Linked DNA regions of Mus musculus: region 1 is linked to region 2. A link is a contact called in public promoter capture Hi-C data. All regions are on one chromosome and are shown on one strand. Each heading gives the region's core, a stretch centred on a gene start, on an enhancer-like site or on the middle of the called end of the contact. The rest is flanking DNA. Distances are from core to core; before and after follow the strand shown.

Evidence for each region. Promoter capture Hi-C pulls out the DNA fragments that hold promoters and counts their contacts.
Region 1: a promoter capture Hi-C map of embryonic stem cells shows a contact between it and region 2. The contact joins the promoter of Alg5 here to the promoter of Frem2 in region 2. A contact is called at or near these places in 3 of 39 promoter capture datasets (cranial neural crest and embryonic stem cells) and 1 of 115 datasets of contacts at active chromatin or transcription factors (large pre-B cells).

What each region holds. Positions count from the first base shown.
Region 1 is chr3:54,734,001-54,741,068 of GRCm38.p6, forward strand. Alg5 (asparagine-linked glycosylation 5 (dolichyl-phosphate beta-glucosyltransferase)) reads left to right here and starts at 1,539. Exons shown (of 10, transcript NM_025442.3): 1 at 1,539-1,649; 2 at 4,782-4,953; 3 at 5,262-5,308. The coding sequence starts at 1,584. Exosc8 (exosome component 8) reads right to left here and starts at 1,364. Exons shown (of 11, transcript NM_027148.3): 1 at 1,008-1,364; 2 at 296-332; 3 at 103-166. The coding sequence starts at 1,024.
Region 2 is chr3:53,653,745-53,660,298 of GRCm38.p6, forward strand. Frem2 (Fras1 related extracellular matrix protein 2) reads right to left here and starts at 3,611. Exons shown (of 24, transcript NM_172862.3): 1 at 1-3,611. The coding sequence starts at 3,340.

The DNA.
Region 1 (7,068 bases), core at 289-2,788, 1.1 Mb after region 2:
ATCTCTTAACATCACCCGATTGCGTTAGACATAGTAGAGCTGGCTGAAAAACTACGTGACACCAAGGATGTCCCACCCAACTAAAAGGAAGTTTATCTTCACCTATGTTGACAGTTGTGGCTCTGAATTCACCAAGTTCTCTTCCATCAGGACGGCAGTTTTCCTTCTAAATGTTTATAAGGAAACGGGTCATAGATGTATTTCGGGTACGCAGCATTAAGCCTCATTCATTTAAATGAACCGAAGCTTGGTGTTTTTACCCACAGCTCTAACGTACAAAACCACCTTCACTCACCAGAAATCTCCTGTAATACTCCAGCGGCTCCACAGTTCTGAAACAATGTTTAAAACGTGTCTCAGTCAGTGCGTCCTAAAGCAGAAACCCAGAACTTGAGAGTGTGGTGTCTGAGGCGTGATCTCGACAGGCTCAGGCGTTTGAAACTGTGTGGCCCGTATTTATAAAAGCCACACAGCAGCAACCGGTTTCCAGCGGTGACCTTAACTGTGCCATAGTCAGGAGGAACAGAGGCCCTTGGCACACCCAGAAGAGGGTCAACCTGGGTGTCAGTCACATCACTCGTGCTCTGAAGCAGGGACCTTAGCGTGACTTCGCGCCGTTATAAACCACACTCGCCAGCATCCACAACTTTACCACGGAAGAGTGTATTGTACATACGTTTGGCCTCCTCGCCGACCCGCGGCCACAAGTGACTGCAGGTAGGTACGGTGCACGCACCGCAGACGCGAGTTTGCAGGCTGCACGCGTGGGCGGCTCCGGGTTTAACCAGAGCGCGCCCAACGCTTTCCCAGTCCCTTCCGAGGGCGGCCCTGCGTGGAGAGCGGCGTGGCCCTCGGCTAAGAGGTCCGGGCCGTCCTGGATGCAGTGTCCCTCAGCGCCTCGAGTGGGCAGAGCCCTCCCGCGGCCCCGCGAGTCCTCGGGGGGGCCCCCACCCGCCGCCGCGCGCCACACCCGCACCCGGGCCCTCTTTGCGCGCGCCGCCACTCACTTGAACCCAGCCGCCATTTTTCCGGCCCGCTCTGCGCCTGCGCAGCCCTCCGCGCCTGCGCCCTCCGGTCGCCAGGCGTGCCTCCAGCCCAGGGCACTCGGAGGGATCCTGGGTTAGGGAAGTGCAGCTACCGTGTTCCTGCGCCCGAGGCATTAACGCCAGCTCCGGCCACCCCGAGCGTCCCGCTAGTCGCCAATCTCGCGGGGTCCCACGGGCCCGCGCGCTTGTGCACGAACACACTCCCACACACACGCAGGCGCACGAGATGAAAAGGGGGTGACCCTAAAACCCTCCACGGCGCCGGGCATCCTTAGATGGCTGCTCTGCACGGCGCGAGGGGTGAAGCCAGTGCACAGGTCCAGGGCTTTGACTTGCCGCACTCGGTGACCGGCCTGCAGTCCTCGGCGGAGCCGCGCGGGGGCGCTGCGGGGAGGCCTCGGCTTTCCTGCCGTGGCGGGGCACGGCCAGGCGGGGGCGCTGCGGGCGGCGGGCGAGGGCTAGGCCGGCCTCTCCTGCGGGGCCGGCTGGGGCGGGGCGCGGCGCCGCACCGCGCTTCCGCAAGTGTGGAGCTGCGGGATGGCTACGCTGCTACTGCAGCTGCTGGGGCTCGGCGTGGCGCTGGCGGCTGCCGCGCTCATTCTGGTGAGACCGTGGTGGAGTCCGGTGCTCCGGGTGTCCCTTCCGCGCTTCCCTCGCGTGCTTGGCTCCCTTGGCCTCAGATTCCCTGAAATCCTTTGAACCTTTGTTCCCCTTTGGAACCCTATTTGAGTGCCCAGAGCCTCCGCCCAGCTTTTCGGGGCTCCTGCTTCTGAACCCCCGCCTGTCACCCCTCCACGCCACTCCCCAGTCTTCTTCCTGGGGCTCCCATATGCACTGCAGCTGGAAAGAGCGGCCGATCCATAAGGCTAGGGACGATGGGTCAGCAAAAGATAGGCCCAGACGGCGTTCTATTCATTTTGGCCAGGGGTCTTTTTGTTTTGTTTTGGGTTTTTTTGCTTGAGAATCAGGCACCTTAGCGTTTTCTTTGCCATTCCTGTAGAAACGTGGCAGACCCCTTCTGATTATGTAGAAGAGGACATATTTGCCAACTAAACTCTGCCACATAGTTTGAAAAGGAGCCTGTAACTCATTCAGAAAGCAGATTCTGAAAAGCTTGCCTGTATTGAGACAGGTGGCCAGAAAGGCCTCTGCCACCTAGCCAATGTACATGTGCACATGCACAGTCTTGGAGTGGTGTAGCCAGATGACTGTCGCTGTGTGTCCGGTGAAGCCAGGCGCCCTCTCTCACTAAAATGCCTTCTTTAAAGGCTTGGAACAAATCTGAACTTTGTTGGCCACGTTCCGGGTTGTGGCCACTTTACTTTGAATCCTTTATACAGACTTAGCTGACTGTGTGTGCACGATGAGGCTGTGTGGACTGTACTAGATCCCACTGGCTTGAACGAGTAGAGGTACCCTTTATTTTACTGCAAGCATGTTGCACTTGGTGTGCAGTGCGTTGCATCTTGAAGCCTACTTTCCATCTGCCTGTTGGCATTCTTTCTCTCCGCCCACTTTTTTTTTTTTTTTTTTTTTTTTTTTTTGAGACAGGGTTTCTCTGTATAACTCTGGCTATCCTGGAACTCACTTTGTAGACCAGGCTGGCCTCGAACTCAGAAATCCGCCTGCCTCCCGAGTGCTGGGATTAAAGGCGTGCGCCACCATGCTCGGCCTCCGCCCACTTTTGAAAATAAATTTAAAACAATTCCAAATAACATTTCATCTCTAAATCATCTGCATTTATTTCTATAAGGACTTCCTTCTAAAACTTTACTGTAATAAGTTAATTCCAACCGTCTTTAAAACCTGTTATTTCTGTGTTTCCAAATACCCTGTCAATTTAAATACTCGGAGTTTGCCAGTATGGAGTTTGCCAGTGTGGATTTTTTTTTTGGTTTTGGTTTTGGTTTTTTTTCGAGATAGGGTTTCTCTGTGTAGCCCTGGCTGTCCTGGAACTCACTCTGTAGACCAAGCTGGCCTCGAACTCAGAAATTTGCCTGCCTCTGCCTTCCAAGTGCTGGGATTAAAGGTGCACACCACCACACCTGGCGCCAGTATGGATTTCACAGACGCCTTCCTAAGCATCTTTAACTTGCCCTCCACATTTCTTGTAGGATCTTGAGATTTAATTAAGTTCACGTGTGTCTTTTTGATGGGCTTTGGAGTGTTTTGTTTTGTTTTTTTTTAAATGAAAAGTCCTCAGGTACCCAATCACCAGAAACACTTTCACATATGAAAGCACACATTTTTTAAAAATGATGAGATGTTTCCCCTGACATCTTAAGAGGGTGGCCAGTTTTACTTTTGCGTTATTACAGACGTAAATTTTTCTGTCTTCATTCAGTGTAGTGATTATTCTTTCGATGCTGAAGTTTCTTTTTCACAGGTCTGAGAAATGCCTTCAAGTGACTCACCTACTTGTCCTCAAGTGACCCCCTGTACCTGTTCCCTTTCATGCAGCCCTCGTGGGTACAGATGGAATTTGCTTTCTCTATGATATGCTGTGTTAATAATACACCTTCCCACCCCAGACCTGGATTAATAGTTTTCTTAGGAGAATCGATTGCTCTTTGGAAAACTGAATTCAGAAGTCACAATCTGGACAGTAGAGCACGCCGCCATACTGTGTTTTTATTTTTATTATTTTTAAGTGTGTATGTGTGTATGCGTAAGTTTAGAAGCCAGAGAGACTTTGGGTTCCCTGGAGCTGTACTTTCAAGCAGTCAGTTGAGAGCCGCTACATTGGGTGCAGGGAACTGAACTGGGTCCTCTGCGAGAGCAGCCGGTGCTCTCAACCACTGAGCCCTCGTCTTAATTTCCATTGTGGCTGCTCCCCCGTACACACATGGTGGGGTACTAGAGAGAGTCATCAAAGCAGGATGAGTACAATTGCATACATGGGGAGCTTTGGTTTTAAAGTTCACCACTGAAAACAGTGATATAAATTAAGGGTCATTTCCCAAGCACATGGAAAAGGCACCCAGGTGTTTGTTTCTTAGTATTTATTTTTATTTTCTGTACATGAGTGCTTTGTGGGAATGTGTGTAGGTATGTGCAATGTGTGCATGCCTCAAGTCCCCAGAGGCCAGAACAGGGTGCCAGATCCCTTGGAACTGGGATTATCGATGGTTGTGAGCAGCCGTGTGGGTGCTGGGAACCAAACCTGAGTTCCTTGCAAGAAGAGCCAGAGCTCTTAACTACTGAACCATCTCTCCAGCCCCAGTAGCCGTCAAGTCTTATTTGTTACTCTAGAAGATGCTGTATTCTCAATTCTAACTAAGGATAGGTATCAGAATACATTCTTAAGCATTATGGTCCCTGCTGTGGGCTCCAAGGAACCTTTCCTTCAGAGGCTGAGTCTGTTTGGTCCTTCCCTGTTAGCTAACATACGGATCTGTCCTCTCACATATGTACTCCAGGCAGGAGGTAGTACCGTGTTATCCATTTGTAAGAGTAGACTGACTCTTAGATTTGGCATAGCAGAGGCCCAAGGAAGAAGAGGTGAAAACAAGGCCTCCTGGAGCCTTTAGTGCGTTACCAATGGGGACAAGGACAATCGTCATTTTATAAGAGGATTTTTACAAGTCTGGCTGCCATGAAACCGCAGAATCACCTCCAGGACTGTTAGAACCAAACCCGAGACTACATATCCCCCTCCCCAAATTTTGCAAATAACAATGTTCTAGAACAACAAATATTAGAACAGTGTAAGCTGTTTTTCATGTCTGCCTTTAGGTTTCCATTGTGGCGTTTATAACTGCTACAAAAATGCCACCATGTTACCAACATGAGGAAGAGAAATTCTTCCTCAATGCCAAAGGCCAGAAGGAAGCTCTCCCCAGCATCTGGGACTCGCCTACGAAACAGCTATCTGTTGTTGTGCCTTCCTACAATGAAGAGAAACGGTGTAAGTTCTATTTGAGTTTGTTTGCTAATGGGCCATTTGGGAAGAGGAGGAAGTGTGCAGTGTCTGCCCTCCCTGAGGAGTACAGAGTTGGAGCTGAGACTGAGAAAGAGGGGAAATGGAGATGGCAGGATTGAAGTTCTTAGAGAAGTAACCTGATGAGGGCCAGAAATATTCCAGGGAAGAATGGCCTGGGTGACATCTCAGGGGCTTGGGAGATGACAGATAACTTTTCCCTGTGTAAGTGGAGTGTGCTGGGGCTAGCTAACTCATTTTCAAAAGTAATCTATAATTTTTTTTTTTCCATTTAGTGCCTGTGATGATGGATGAAGCCCTGAACTACCTAGAAAAGAGACAGGTATCACACTTCTCTTTCGATGTCACATCTCTAGTCAAAACCACAATGGGTCACCAGTTACAGACCCCCCAGGCTAGGTGCACTGTAGGAGTCATTGCTCAGCCCTGGGCCGTGTATGGCTCAGCAAGCTGCTGGCTGTCAGCAAGCAGGCTCAGCATGCAGCATGCTACCTCCAGCAGCAGACAAACCAGGAAGCTGTCATTTCCCTCATGTCCCCTCCCCCAACGTTTAATTCTCTCTTGCTTGGTGACATATTATAGATTACGTGCCAGTGAATGTGTGCAGACTTATTTCTGTGATGTCTTTAAAAATAGGTGTATGTGTATGTATGTAGTCATAAATAGAGAAAGAGATCCATTAGAGGCTTTATAACATACTCTGTCAAGCTTTGATGCTCAGATGAAATCACATTGATTAAAGATATGAAATTACAGTCTTAAAAAAATTTAAAATTACCCTGATATAGCTCTCTCTTGTGAGACTATGCCGGTGCCTGGAAAACACAGAAGTGGATGCTCAGAGTCAGCTATAAGATGGAACACAGGGCCCCCAATGGAGGAGCTAGAGAAAGTACCCAAGGAGCTAAAGGGGTCTGCAACCCTATAGGTGGAACAACAATATGAACTAACCAGCACCCCCAGAGCTCGTGTCTCTAGCTGCATATGTAGCAGAAGATGGCCTAGTTGACCACCAGTGGAAAGAGAGGCCCCTTGGTCTTGCAAACTTTATATGTCTCAGTACAGGGGAACGCCAGGGCCAAGAAGTGGGAGTGGGTGGGTAGGGGAGTGGGGTGGGGAGCGTGTGGGGGACTTTTGGGGTAGCATTGGAAATGTAAATGAAGAAAATACCTAATTTAAAAAATTGTTTTAAATAATAAAAATATAATAATAGTAACACACACACAAAAAAGGAATATCAATCTCACAGAAGGCTGGTTGCCAGACTTTGAGGGTAGAGAGCAATGGGAAGATATTGGTCAAAGGGCACACACTCTCAGTTATAACACCGTCTGTTCCCACATCCCAAGTACTAAGATGGCAGGATGTGCCCTGATGCCCTGTCTGAATGGTTAGATTTTGAGGATGAAAAGTACAGTATGGTGATTATCACTGGAACCATGTTGTCTACTGAAATTGTTAGAGAATAGATAGTTCTATCATGTACACATATGTCTGTTCATGTGTGTGTTTGCGTGTGAGTAGAGGTACAACCACAGCACATGTGAAGAACAAAAACTGGGTGTGAGTCTTCACTTTCCCCTCAGTGAGATCTATTGGTCAGTGCGGTGTGCACAAGGCCTGTGAGCGCCAGGATTCTCCTGCCGTTACCTTCCGTCTGTCCACAGACACACTGGTATTACAGTGCTGTGGGGTGGCTTTATGTAGTAACCCAGAGGACCTGAACTCAGGTCCTCAAGCTTATGTGACCCAGTGAGCTACCTCCGCAGACTTCCTTTCCTGTTTTTTTTTTTTTTTATTTGAGAAGGCATCTTGCTATGGACCCACCCCCATAAAATTGCCATAAATTTCTGTGTGCCAGGTTGTCTGGCCTTCAGCTTACAATCCTCCTGCCTCAGCTTCCAGGTACTATAATTGCAGGCATGTGCCACCAATGCCTAGCTATTTCACTTTTTATTATTGTATTCGGAACCATATGGAACCAGGTAACAATTTCCAATCCTTTTATTCACTAAATGAATTCCTCCTTGTGCTCCCCCAAATCCTACCTACACAGTGGAGACTGAGCCCAGGGTGCTATAA
Region 2 (6,554 bases), core at 2,361-4,860:
CTGAGCCTGGTGCTGGAGAAATGTTCTCTACATAGCCTGAGGTTGGCTGAATGACTATTGTGCACAAGAGGTCATCCTTCAGGGAGTCCATGTCCTCAGCACTTAGGTGGGTCAGGCTTATCACACTCTTGTCACCTTCCAGCACTACAAACTGTTCACCAAGAGAAATCTCAGGGGCTTGGCTGTCCACGGGGAGGATGGTCACCCACACAGTGACGCCTTGAACGATGCTGCTACCGATTCTCCATTCTTGAGACATAGCTGATAGACTCAGGTTAAAAGAGTCAGCTTTGGGCAACAGGCCAATCTCACCACTGGTGTGAGCGTAGACAACAGAGCCCTCCAGGATGTCCCTCTGGGTGAACTGCTCAGCTGGAGCTCCGTTGACTAAGATTTCCCCATAGGAGGGTGGGCCTTCTAACAGGAAGGTCAGCATCAAATCATCGGTACCCTGATAGGCCCCCTTAATGATATTGGCAGTGACTTCAGTAGCCCCATTCTCTAAGACGTCTAGATAGGACTCCAGAGTACCAGCAGGAAGGACTGACATAGGACCTTCACGGTCCCCTGGCCGAACGTTCACTCTGAGAGTGATTGGCACCACATGGTGTCTGTCGCTGACCTCCAGGGAGCAGCTGTCAGTCAAAGACTCATCCCCGCTATTCCAGTAGGAAATTCTGCCATGCTTTATGTCCTCCAAGTGGAATTGTCCGCCTACATGCAGTGGCCGTCCAGATATTTGCATGTGGCCGTGTTTGGGGGCCTGTGTGAGAGTGAACGAGATGTGGGTCACATCCGTGTCAACATCACTCACATGCAGCTCGGTCTCACGCAGGATGTGGTGGCCCTTCTCCTCAACGGTGAAGCCAGTGTTGACAATCTCGGGGGGCTGGTTATCCACAGGCTGCAGGTAAAGGGTGAAGGTGCCAGGAGCCACATTCCCAGCTCGATCCTCTACTTGGAACTGGAACTGAGCCACTCGGGCTGCGACTCCTAGCTCCTGCCCTGGGGGCCTGTAAGCAATTTTATGATGATTGACCTGGGCTTGGGTAAAATGGCTCACCACCACTGAGGGATTATCAGTGAAGACCAACGTGCCCAGTGGAGCCGGCGAGTGGTTCTCATCTGTGTCCGTGGGAGGCTGGGTCACTGTGTACTGTAACTCTCGGTCATCTGTGTCCAGGTCAGTGTAGTGCAGCCACCTTTTCCTCAGTGGTGTGAGCTGGGATTCCTGTACCACCATCCGAAGGGGACAGCCACTGCCCAGTTCTGGAGGGAGACGGTCCACGGGATGAATGCGTATTACAAACCTCTGGATCCCAGACTGGTTAGGGGGATCATGATTGTCTTGGACTCTAAACATGAACTGGTCCATCACCGGCCCAGGGCTGTGGGGCCCCGAGTGCCTATAGAAGAGCTTCCCCTCTGTTATATCCTGTTGCCGCCACTCTGTCACCGTTCGCTCGTAAAATGACCCTTGCTTCTGCCACAGACCCTGCTCTTCCTGGGGGACATGCCTTTGGCGGAGAAGCAGGTGCCCCAAGCTTGAGAAGGGTGGCAACAGGACAAAAACCAGCTGAGAGTCATCTGAATCTATATCGGTTGCACTGAGAGTCAAGGGTGGGATAGGCACAGTTTCCCCCTCAGCCACTGTCAGCCCAGTGTTGGCGTTCAGGACCGGCGGCTGGTCATCCACAGGCACTAAAGTGATAGGGAACAGGAACTGGACCTGGTGCCTGCCTCCTCCATCGGACATGCGCAGCACCAAGTTGTCACTCAGTGAACCGTCTTTGTCATCATGCTGATACACAACCTGGCCAGCCGCCAGCTCCGCCACTGTGAAGGTCTTGGGAGCAGAGTCGCTACTGGGAGAACCCAGAATAACAAGGTGGCCATGCCGGAGCCCAGCCACCACCTCCAGCCTCACAGCTTCTAGGTCATCTTCATCACTGATGACCAAGTTCTGGGGTCCACTGCCTATGGGACCCGTGAGCGGCCGATATTGACCCTCATAGAGAATAAGGCCAGTGTTTCGTGTGACCACGGGAGCCAGTGTGTTCATGGGTTTCACCACCACCATGAAGGCGAAAGGGTCTGAGGCTGCTCCTTCAGGGTCCACTATCTCCAGCTCTAGTTCAAACAGACGCTCCTGATCCGAGTCTTCAGAGGGAGGCTGGTAGGCAATCTTCAGCAGGCGCAAATCCCGCTGTGTAAAGGAGGAGAGAGGCAGGCTTCTGTCATCCGTGCTCACCAGGTAGCCCTGCCCAGGCTGGAAGGCAGAGGTGAGGTTGAAAATCAAAAGGTCTGGGTCGGATTCAGCATCCTCGGCTGCTAGCATGTCTGGAGTGAGAGCAGTCAGTACAAACTGGTCCACCTCCATCATCATCATGGCCACGAAACTGGGCTTGGGTGCAGTGTTCTCCGCTCCTCCTCGAATCCTCACAAGCACCTGGAAGTGTTCGCGTTTTAGAGCCGGGCTGCCCTCTGGAGCCCCTCGCGAATGCAGCTCGACCACCATAGGCAGCCAGTCCCTGTTAGGCGAGCGGCTGGGGGCTGTGTGGCGGTAGCGGACTCCCAGCTCCTGGAATGCTTTGCAGTCCATCAAAAGGGTCTTAGAGGTCCCTCTATCTCCGGCCCCTCCCTGGACCTGTGGGTAGTGAAGGAGTTCTCCGTAACGAGGCAAAGCGCTCAGACCTGACAAGATGCCCACGCGGCACTCCTCGGTCTCAGGCTGGTAGGCGAACTCTAAGCTCCGATCGTCCAAGGCATTACTGGTCCCTAGCAGTTCTTCCACGACCAGAGGTAAATTCCGAGTCACAATCTCCAGCTGGGTGAAGACCACTTCCACCTCTAGTGCCAGTGGCAGGACTATCGCCCCTCCTGGAGCATCGTAGCGCAGCTGCAGGCGGACGCGGTCGCGGGAAGGGCTGCGAGCACCCAGGTGCGAGTAGCGCACCTCACCCGGGCCATAGTCGCACGCAAAACGCTTGGGACTCAAGTGGCCCGGCCGCTGGGCCAGCGCGTCGTTGTCTAACACGGTCACTGTGCAGCGGTCTCCTGGCTGCACCTGCAGCACCAAGTCACGCAACGGATCCAGCCAGACTTCGCGACCGAAGGGCACACGGAGCCCGCGGTTTGCCACCACTATAGCTTCCTCTGTAGGGACTCCCGAAGTCCCGGAGAGACCCAGGGACTGAAGTGCTGCACCGGGGCCAGCAGCCTGTGTGGAGACGTAGCTTACCAGTGACAGGAGCAGCAGCAGCAGCAGCAGCCTAGGCGACTGTGCGAGTATCGGCTGGAAGCTGGAGAACTTGGCTGTCCTGCGCGCACGGCTGGCCATCCCGGGAGCCCTTGTGGTATGCAGGCTGCCGGCCTTAGAGTTCCGACAGTTCACCCGGCGGGTATGCAAAGCTAGACTTTGCAGGCTCCTAGAGAGCACGGTGGGAAGGGCCGGGAACTCGGCGCGGTGCCTGCGGGGCCCTCCCAGTGGCAGGGCTGGACCAGGAGGATGGCCAAATGCACCGCACGGTCCCTCCTTGGAGCCGCAATCCAAGGCACTAAACACTTCCAGCGCGTCCCGGGCGTGTAGCAGTCAGGAGAGTCCCTACGTCCCAGGTCCCGGGAACTTTGAGTCCTTTGAGGAAAATCTCTCCCTTTGCACCCCTAACTCCAATTCTCTCAGGGGACCAATCGCTGATCGCTGGAGGAGGCCCTGAGTCCAGGGTTGGGTAGTGACTGCTGTCAATCAGCTCCCAGGCGGGGAAACTGCGCAGAGCTGCTCTGAGAGAGGTGCAACAGGTTGGTTGGAATGGAGGGGCGCCCTGAGCTTGCTTGCCCGGACCTGGGGCTGCGGCTCAACCACCAGCCTGCGCGGCTCTACGGACTCAAGTCTTCAGGTCTAAAGATTAGTGCATCTATTAATGCATCTCAGTCCCGTTCCTTGGTCATTGAAATCTCTCCCGGGATGGCCACCTCTTGTCGAAACTTCCAAAGCCAGGGTGGGAGTGAAGAACAAAGTTGAACACACCTTGTTGTTGAGTTTGAAAAGGAACCCAGAGCAGTTTGGGAAGGCACTGGAGATTTTCAAACAGACAGGGGATTAAAAGCCAGACCTACCTAGCTAGAGCAGGTGCAATACCCACCAGGGTCACCACCACAAGCCCCCACCCCCGCCCCGACTCCCACCCCCACCCAAGCCCTTGCTGATTTTCCCGTGCTTTACGAAACGGACCCTGTCCGGCGGATTGGTGGCGGTGGTTGTTGTTGTTTTTTAAATCAAGCCCCTCCTTTGCAGTCAAAGTTCACAGAGTTAAAGTGAAAAGAAGCATTTGGGGTGTGTGAGAAATGCAGTCTGATCAGAATCGCCAGTCTCCCACCAGAGAAGTTCCAGAGAATGTAGCCCCAGGCTGTCCTAAACTACCCCTAGCTAGAGAGCTGTCACTGCAGACGCTCAGTTCACCTTGCAGAATTTAGACGAAGGACAAGCTAAACCCAGCTGTCAGCAGCATAGCTTTTTTTCCCCGTTTTTCTTTTTCCACGCCGAGAGAATTGATAAATACCCGGAGGGCAAAGAAGAGTTTAGATAAACCTCTTTTCAGCTAGACCAGATTGAAACCCTAGGCTGGGCGCTTCCTGCCCCCTTGTGTCGGTTGGTCAGGTTTCCTCAGTATGCAGATTCCTCTCCCTGCGCTGCACCCAAACCCCCTCACAATCAAAACCCAGTCGCTTTCAATGGGGTTCTGGGCACTCTTGCTTATCACGTCGAAATATTTTCCCCAGTAATATAAAAGGGACTATGAAAGAAGGACCTGAAATAATGCCTATTTCTCTTCAATAAAACACCGAATTTGGGAAACAGGATGCGTTGAGAATCCTTGTAAATTTCAGTCTAAATGAAAGTCGTAAGATTTAAGTGTGACGCGTTTTAAGGAAGAAATGAACAATCACTTTAAACCTTCCTGCAGCCAGCCTGCCAGCCTCTACCTCAGGAGTCTGACTCCTGTCTGATGTAGTCACACGTGTTTCAGGCCAAAGCCCTAATTTCGTTGCTAGATTTTGATGTTAAATGTCTGATTCTATTCTAAGAAATTCACTGGCCTCTGAGGATGAGATGTGAAAGATTCTAAAAGTCTTTTGAGAAAAAAAAGTGAGGCATTTATGCAAACAAACTGGTGGTATTTAGTTAGTAGAAGCTCCTCTGGGTTCTGTGCTTTGTACTGTTGGGGGGGTCTTCAACTCCTACTACATGTCTCAGTTTATGACAAAAATAGAAAGGACACAGCCAGTACTTGAAACACATGAGAAAATTCCCATCCAACTCCTGGCCAGTTTCCAATTATCTTTGATGTAATAATTTTATGATTTATCACGTTGATTTATGGAACTCCAATGGCCAAGACATGAGAATATTCCGGTTTCTGTTTGCAAGTATGTAAGAAGATGTCAAGTGGAGTAGATGGTCAGTTTCAGAATAAAGGTCTTTCTGTACCATGTTCTAAGTCCTACTTAGTGAAAGAGAAGTCAAATGGATGCCAAGTGTCCTTACTCTGTGTGTGTGTGTGTGTGTGTGTGTGTGTGTGTGTGTGTGTGGCCTGCCTGAAAGCCACAGCCTGACCTCTGATGGTTCCCAGTGGCTCCAGGCTTTTTCCTTTCTTCCTTTTAAAGTCCAACAATGTTTGATTTGCCAGCAGTGATAAGATCAGTATTTGAAGTATGGTCAGATGCCTGAAGGGTAGTGTTCAATATTTTGTTTTGTGCTAAGAAAATACAGGCTCAAGTTTATTTTTAAGTAACCTAAGGAAATCAATAAACTGGACTTTTAGGTGACTTTAAATTTTAGCCTTTCTTAACTGAAGTAATGGAATAATTCTTTAGAAACATTTTTTAATTAAAAATCTTAGTTTACTTTTTTAATCAGACAGCTAGCAATATAGAGTTGCTTAAATATTTTTTATATGGATGATCATTGCTGAAAATGGTAATATATTACATTTTTGTCAGAGAGTTTTGAATAGCAATTCAACATTAAAAGATATCTGCTTAAGTTAGCAAGGAAATGCCATTTTAAGGAAAATGTTCTTTATCTTAAAAGTGATGAAATAAGTTAAAAAGTACTTTTTTTTTAGATCTAGGTTTAATTCTTTAGCTCTTACTTCCAAATCCAAACAAAATATCCCTTAGGATGCATTTTTTTTTTCACATCTTGGAAAATTCACACAAAAACTCTCTTCAAAACAACAAACTTAATTTTAGTGGCTGTTGAAACCTGAAAGATTTCCGGCCTACGGTCAAGCATCAAAGAGCGGATTTCCTGAAGTAAAGGAGGTATTTAAGATGAAGGCAAGATAGTCAGCTGGAAATGTAAAGCCAGGCTGCGGCTAAGGGAGCAGCTGATAACATCGGAATATTTTACTTTTCATTATGGAGTTTGCTTCACTCTTCCTGTGTCTTCTATTGAATCCTGAGACTCTAATAGTCTCAGAGGCACTTCAGAAATTTGTACATCCCTCCTTAAGGATCCATGATTGATTGGCTTCAGGTTCCTTGCCTCCAAG